Linked DNA regions of Mus musculus: region 1 is linked to region 2. Evidence: chromatin contacts called from public HiChIP or PLAC-seq data. All regions are on one chromosome and are shown on one strand. The core of a region is the stretch at or near the end of the contact, and the rest is flanking DNA. Distances in the headings are between cores, read along the strand shown.

Region 1 (3,713 bases), core at 1,044-3,543, 210 kb after region 2:
GATGCACTCGCTGCTCTTCCAGAGGACATGAGTTTGTTTTTCAGCATCCGTGGGCTGCTCACAATCACCAGTAACTAGTTCCAGGGAATCGGCCCCCTCTTCTTCTCTGAAGGGGAAACACAGTGGTATACACTCACATAGACACATATACAAAAATAAAAATGAACTTCATTTTGAAAGTCTCTCATTAAAGGTTTTATACCTCCTAGAAAACACAGCCCCTCACCTCCTGATTTCTCACAATTCAAGCCATGGGGTACCTTGAGTTCCTTAAGCTTATGACATGGCACCTGTCACAGACTCTGCTATGTCCTTCACCAACTGAGCACTTTGAAGGCAGACTCAGATTGTGCAAGGCCAGCACATGGTCAGTGATTACTGAGTCCTGACTAAGGTTGATAGGGAAGTAGTCGAGCGTGGAACTTAGTTGGATAGTGCACGTTTACTCCCAAAGGGAAAAGCAACAGAAGCTGTCATCTCTGAGAGGAGAGCTTGGTGAAGGGTTAGCAAAGGAAGACCTTTCATGTTTTCCTTTTATGTGCTTAAAAAAAAAAAACCCTAAGTGGCCTGCTGTGCAGGGTTTATGAGAACATGATAGGACTGTTATCACAACTAGGTCTTGCCTTTCGTTAGACTTCCCACTAATTGGATGACCTTGGGCAAACCACTCAATTTTCTCATTGTAAAGTCCGAGAATTGGCTAAAGTGGGGTTCTTTTCAGATCTTTCTCAGGTTTAAAATGCTACGGTTTTACAAACGGAGTGAATTAGCAACTTTGTAATGGAATTCTTAGTTCTTTCCCCCTGATTCCAGATGAGTTTTTCTCTTTGGATGTTAAAAGGCTATTGCAGGGCTGGCGAGATGGCTCAGTGGTTAAGGGTGCTGACTGTTCTTCTGAAGGTCCTGAGTTCAATTCCCAGCAACCACATGGTGGCTCACAACCATCTGTAATGAGATCTGATGCCCTCATCTGGAGTCTCTGAAGACAGCTACAGTGTACTTACATATAATGAATAAATAAATCTAAAAAAAAAAAAAAAAAAAAAAAAAGGCTATTGCAGTTTCTCACAAGGAGATAATATCTCATGTAGGCACTGCAGTTCAGACCTAAACTTCTTGCCTGAAGTACTATAGAGAAGGAAGAATTCCTTCACCCTCCTGGCACACATTCTGTGCCACCCTCAAAGGCAAAATAACATGCACTTCTTCTGAGCTCTCCTAGATTCTAAGTTCTATATTTTATATTCCACATTCTATAGTCTACATTCCACATTCTGTGTTCCACATTCTACATTCCAATTCCATATTCTATTTTCTTCTAAATCATATATATATTCTATATTCTATGTTCTATATTCTCTATTCTTCTCTATTCTATATTGTATTATATATAGTCTATGTTCCATATTCCATATTCTAGGAGATAGAAATAGAATCCCCCACTAGGTGCCAAATACATTTGAGAAATTGCTGCAGTCTAGAGCCTTTCTTGGAGACAACCAATGTATTTGCTCTCCTGAAGGCTCAGAGAAGCCCCGCTGTGTGGAAATGCACTTACTGGCATTTTCCTAACCAAGAAGCATGGAAAGTGTGCTCCCCTGCACATGTGTTCGTGTTTGTGGCAGTGTGTTCCGATGGCACCAAACTGGGAAAGTCATTTTGAATGACCTCTCTGCTGTGTGGTTTAACTGTTGTCTCCATGAAATCTCTTGTACAGGTAGCCTGACCTAAGTTAGGACTGTCTCGCAGACGTCCTCGATGACAGTCTTTCCAATCCTGCCACTGTCTCTCCTAGCTCCCTTTCCTGTCTTACACTGCCTTGATATAAAAGTTGACTCATATGAGATTTATAAAGGCTATCTATATACCTAACCTTAGAAGATTTCCATTTTAAATCCTCTTTATAACATTATACAGCACATTTCTACAGATACGGCTTAGTTATAGAAAACCTCCATCTGGTCTAGTGGCCACTTAAGCTTCCCTGAAAAAAAATCATTATCTTAGAAATTGCTTACATTTTTTGTCCAGTCACACTTGAATCGTACCTCACTAGTAGAGAAATCTTTTGAAGGACAGAAGAACTTCTGCTCGGAGGACCCGTTGAACTCTGAGTGTGGCATGCCACTCTCTTGTCAGGAGCAAAAGCTAAAATAAACTCTGTAGAATGCCTCTCTCATGATTTATTGTTCCTACAAGCACTTCTCGCCTCTCCCAAGCACATCCCATCGAGTTAAGATGAGAGTTGAGGCCCCATACTGAACGATTACAAAGCTTCAGTTACTTGTCCTACTTTACAGGGATCTGCTTTTAAGGCAGGCACAGCACAGTGCTCTGATAGATGACGGTGCTGGACCATGCTCAGCATGACCAAAGACAGCTGCAACCATAGTTAGCATGAGGCTAACGGCTCTGACCTGACTGCAGAACCCTGTCTGTAAGCGCAAGCCAGCACTGGGGCTGTAGCCAACGGAGTTGACAGCTGTCTCCTCAGGAGCATTGCAGAACAATTTCAGTGAAGCAAAGTCAAGTTCATTTTGAAAATCCTCTGGTTTTCAATCTGAGGAGGCTGAGAAGCTGAATGTGGCTAATCTGAATGATGTCATAATAGTACAATTCAGGATTCAAATGAAACAATGGATTTGATGGGGCTTTGACATAAATACCAGTTAGACAGAAAGCAACGCATCGCTGTTTGGGGCATTGCTTTTCAAAGACAGACTCACTCTACAAAGAAATCTGCAGCTGTAAAATACATGAATAAAATAGACTGGTCAGAGTTTAAAAATAGAGTTATAAATATTTTAATATATTTGCCCTCAGGTCATTTCATGGGTATCATAAGTAAAATAAATTGAGTACTGGCATAATAATACGTAAGTTAATTGAATACAGTGTGTAACTCATAAGTCAATTCTATAAGAACTTTAAACAGGTTAAAGTCAGTAAAAGAAAGAAATAAAAAAATGAGAGAGAGAGATACAAAGATCATTGAATGGTATCATCGAACATATAGATAGACAAAAAAAAAATAATCATCTTGATATACCTTTTCAAGTAGTAATGGGTACATTGAATACAGAGTGCTTTTAGAACTAAATAAATGAATCAAGTTTAAGTAAAACATCAAATGATTATAAGTTGTTTATATACATTGTTACATATTTATGAGATGAAGTTGTAAGCAGTCATTAAAAATTATGGCTACAATGATTACCTAGTGATAAAAGATGATATTGTGCTAAGTGAAAAGGCTGAACTATAGCAAAATTCATAAGCCTATATACTTAAGATTAAGTTTAAATATGTGTGAAAAAAAACTTCTAAATAACAGTGTTTAAATAACAGTGTAAATAGAAGCTTATTTCTCTGTTAAGCATAAGTCCTTTTGGCCGTTCAGGGCTGGAACAGTAACAAAGCAGACAGTGTGCTTCAGTGTTGAATTCTGAAGGGACTCAATCTCAGAGATGACTCCAGAAACCGTTTTGGGCTTCAGGCATGAGGATAAACAGAGGTGAAGGGCAACGGCAAGTATGCACGTGTTGCATCTGAGGACTGATTCCCAGAGATGACACATGACCCTTCAGCTTGGATTCCTTTGAACTGAAACCAGCTAAGCAGCCACTTGTAGCTGCAATGGAAGCTAGGAATGTCAGACTCTCCGTCTCCTATCATGCAATCTTTTATGCAGCTCACAATCTGAGCCTTATCAC
Region 2 (4,227 bases), core at 1,267-3,766:
AACTCTCATGACTTCATATGCACAGTCACTGAAACCCAAGTGCGTCTAACTTACAGGAACATGTTGGTTTTGTTCCTGTGTTTTTAAAAGTCGGTATCCTATGCAAATTGAATCATCCCTGGTTCTTAATACATAAGGATACGGATAGAATCATTCTCACTGATAAAGGGTGAGCTTGATACATATAGAATAAATTACTACATTACTACAGTGGAAAACCTTAACTGGCAAATGAAGCTGACCATGTTTTAAATGAGCAGTTTCATAACTGCATGTTTTAACAATCACTTAAACATTGAGATTAGACTTCTACATTCAATCACAGCAAGAAAGTAACATGAAACTAAGAATGTCATGTCCTTAGAATATTTAACCCTAATTAAATACAGTCTATCCCTGCAAGCCTTCTATCAGTCTCAAATGAGTATATGGTTGGTCTTCCTTGCCACCAACTAACAAGTGTTTCACAACTTTCATGACTTCATTTAACCTGTAACTACCAACCACCTACAATGTTCTAGGTGTAATTTCCTGTACTGGGTCACCAAAATAAGCTTTAGTTCTCTACAGACCATCTGTAAGTGATGCCTGGCTAGGAGTCAATTTCTTGCAAAATGGAGGAATGTGAAGCAAGTGAGAGAGAGAGAGAATGAAGATGAGAGCAGTGAGCAAGCCTGGCAACCAGCGAGGTGACGGTGCTATGTGCAGAAAACAACCAAACAAAACATCACACCAGCAAAGAAACACTCTGCAGAAAGACAGCGAAGCTTAATACTGAAGAGCTGGGACCTTGGGTTGGACAGAATCAAATTCCACCTCTGCCTGGGATAAGACTTAACTTTGATGAAGCCACTCTCTTTGTTTGTCAAAGCCTCTGCTTTGTTTCAGTCCAATTTAAAAAAAAAAATGGTAAACTTCTCAGGGGTCTGTGACCATTTAAATAAAGCGTCTCTCATACTCAGACTAGACAATAATTATGACCTGTTAGTGTGTCGATGTGTGTGTGTGTGTGTATGTGTGTGTGTGTGTGTTTACAAGCTTCAGTCTTACTGTTACTCTAGCAGTTAATGGGCAGTGGCGTTCCCTAACGCTCTAGTGATCATTTCTATGCAATCTGTAAATGACTCAGCCTATTCCAAGAGTCATCTCCCTTGCATTCCCCACTCATTTTAGTGGACCTTACCTTTGCTTTGACTATCAGGTCCTCGTGCTTGCAGATTAGCTCTCTGTTGTCTGAAAGTGATGCGCCCAGACTCTGTTCCTGCAGATCTCTTATTGCTTTCTGAAACCAAGAAGAAACCTGGGGAAGGGGTGAGAAGAAAGGACCAATATGTAAATGATCAGGATAGACGATTTAAATGCAGACACAGTAGTGCAACCTTTCAAAACAAAGCAATTCGATCTCTTTCTACATACGCTAATTTATATAGGATGTTAACATCATCTAGGCATTTAATGTTCTCTTTATTTCAGCCTCTCAATGCTTAAGGGCAAAAAAGGACTAAATAACCAGAGAAGAGCCCAGGGAAGGGCTGCTTAACAGCTCAGTGGATTATGAGGCATGAGAAATGAGTCAGCATATTCTCCAAAAGCCACAGTGCGTCCCCATGCAGTCCATACATCTTGCTTCCTTTCCAAATATAACGTTTTTTCTCTATATAAACATGAGCCTGGATATAGTTACACAGATCCAGTTAAAGATATTGAACAGCCTATGTGGAATCATATTTTCTAGTATACAAAAAGAAAATACAAACGTATTTCATTTGCAGTCCCTGGAGGAAATCGGAGGAATGAAAAGGCACAGTTATGAAACCCCATGGAGACTGTAAGAACAGGACGTGGGTACCAGATACATGTACGGTTGACTCAGGACACATGACACACAGTGTCAAGACAACAGATATTGTGGAGGTTGATTGCAGTAATAAATATGTTGTTATTTTAATTTTTTAATTAGTTAACTTTGGAGGAATGCTGACATTGAACCCAGGATCTCACACAAGTCGAACAAGCACTCTACCATTAAGTTTGTGGTGTTGCACTTTTAGTGAGGCCAGATTTTAAGAGATACTATAACTTGATGTGAGACTTCTGACTTAAGACTCCTGAACACAAGAACCTTGATATCCATCAAATGAAGTGCAGCTAGATTTGCACTATCTGCTTCTGTACAGCATTATCCCTGAATCCTATCAGAATGACTAATTTGTAAGACACCACACTATAAACTAGATGTGTGGCTCGTTGCTTTGAGAGCATTGTCTTCGTCTTTCTCAGTAAGTCCACAACAAGAGCAATCTAATCATACAAACGTACAGAAGAAGTAAATGAATTGGGAGAGCTGAAGCCGTTTATCTAGAGACAGATGGTAGCAGCAGAAGAAGGATCTGCCCCAAGTGTACATAATTCCAAAATCCATGCTCTTCTGCTGTGCCCCGCCACTATGCTCATGTCACCTACAGTCTTTCAGCCCTGTTGTCTGGGGATACTGTTGCCAACCTCAAAGATGAAAATTGGCAGTCCGCTCAAAATGGTGGGCAGAGCCAAGAGTCATACTGTGTCTTTCTGAGGCCCCAGTTATCTTGTCTGCACAGCCATGGGCTTTCTTCCAGCTCCTGTAACAGGAAGGGATATATGAAGCCGGAGGCTGAGGAAAGGGTGTCGGGTCTAAAGTTCCAAACTGAAAATGTGCCTCATGCTCCGCAGATGGCAGTGGTAGAGGCTCACCCCAGTGAGATGCCTGTGGGCCACGGGGAGCTGGGGTGGCAGCTGATCTTGAGAGCAGAAGGTCTGAACTAGCTCAGCATTTCCCCAGCACAGAATGGGGAATAAGTTACGGAGCAACAGGGTTTCTTCAGCTTACCAAAATGTTAGCCCATTATCAGTACAAACAACAAAAAAAAAATCCACATTTATCCTGTAGCCATTTTTATATGAAATTCACCTTCTTCCTAATATTGGTAAAGTATGTGATATATATATTTCACATTATATAGACATGTATGTATATAGTATTTTTATATATTTATAGTTCCTTGAAACCATTTTTCTGGTATCCAATTAGAACTAGATAAGTACAATATACATAGAAGAACCCACAGAGGGCACTTAGAGAACAGCACTAAAAGTTATTTTGCTTTTATATAAAATAATTTCTTACAACGCCAGCGAGTGCTTACAGAAATGTGAACGGAGGAGTGGTTTGGGGGGTTTTCCTCAAAGAGAGCATGAGAATAACTAACTGAGACTATTTAGTTGTTGAGGACCAGAAGTGAGTGTTTTCTATTCCTAGCTAGAGTTGGGGTGGGGGTAGACATCTCAAGAATGTTTTATTGTGGGCCAGCTAATATGGACGCTAAGTGGATGAAACAAAGGAGGAAGCAGGTGTTCCTTAATCTCCCTGAACAGGTGAGAAGCCTATAGCCGCAGATAATCCTATTTAATTTGTGAGTCAAATATTTGTCATCTAACAAATGTCAGAGATGATGAAACCTAGAAGGAAGCGAGGGAGGGAAATTCTGTGATTTCTTTTTCTTCCTCTTCTTCTCCTCCTCCTCTTCTTCCTTCTCTTCTTCCTCCTCTTCTTCCCCCTCTTCTTCTTCCTCTTCTTCCTCCTCCTCCTCCTTCTCCTCCTCCTCTTCTTTCTTCTTCTATTGATATTGATCTTACCTCATAGCTCTAGCTGGCCTGGACCTTGGCACACAGACCAGGTGGGCTTCCACTGCCTTCCTCTGTTCCCCAAGTACTGGGATTGAAGGTCTGCACTGCTGCAACAGCTTGTTTTGACTTTTAAATAGTGCTGACTGACTTAATCCTTTGGTTCTTGCTGACACTATTTCACCCTTCAAAAGCTACCTACTAAGCAACACGTTGGAGGTAGAAAACTCTTGTGATACTCAGTAGCTTTCATCCTGGCTTCCAAAACTTATGATTCTAGTTCTACACATTTTTTTTCTGACCAGATACACTTTAGGGAGAAACACAAGTTGGTATGAATGCTTGAAGTAAGTAGATCATCATTAGCACATTACATCTTATCATGAGGCATTCTGACACATGAGTGGCCACGTAGATCAGGTTTACCACCTGTGCTGTGAGATGCACACAAACAGGTTCAGAGTTCTCAGGCTAAAATAAGACACCCCAAATAGCCACAAGAATATCCACCACCATGCTCTGATACCCGGTCAATCATTCATTACATCCCACAAGTAGTTACTACAG

What was found. HiChIP or PLAC-seq counts read pairs in DNA pulled down with a chosen protein or histone mark.
Region 1: an H3K27ac HiChIP or PLAC-seq map of heart atrium shows a contact between it and region 2, with 2.3 times the contacts expected there. The contact joins two enhancer-like sites. A contact is called at or near these places in 1 of 15 datasets of contacts at CTCF or cohesin (the NIH/3T3 cell line), 1 of 484 Hi-C or Micro-C datasets (nephron progenitors) and 1 of 115 datasets of contacts at active chromatin or transcription factors (heart atrium).

The regions. Positions count from the first base shown.
Region 1 is chr2:77,314,773-77,318,485 of GRCm38.p6, forward strand. No RefSeq gene overlaps it. Among named protein-coding and RNA genes, the nearest start is that of Gm35317, 7.3 kb to the right of the region's middle. Within about 2 kb of position 2,294, at least 40 of the 459 cell types and tissues checked have an H3K27ac peak or open chromatin away from gene starts, as enhancers often do. A contact at or near this core is called in heart atrium, where this site is marked.
Region 2 is chr2:77,107,180-77,111,406 of GRCm38.p6, forward strand. Ccdc141 (coiled-coil domain containing 141) reads right to left here. Exons shown (of 24, transcript NM_001025576.3): 6 at 1,184-1,300. Among named protein-coding and RNA genes, the nearest start is that of Gm39862, 39 kb to the left of the region's middle. Within about 2 kb of position 2,517, at least 15 of the 459 cell types and tissues checked have an H3K27ac peak or open chromatin away from gene starts, as enhancers often do. A contact at or near this core is called in heart atrium, where this site is marked.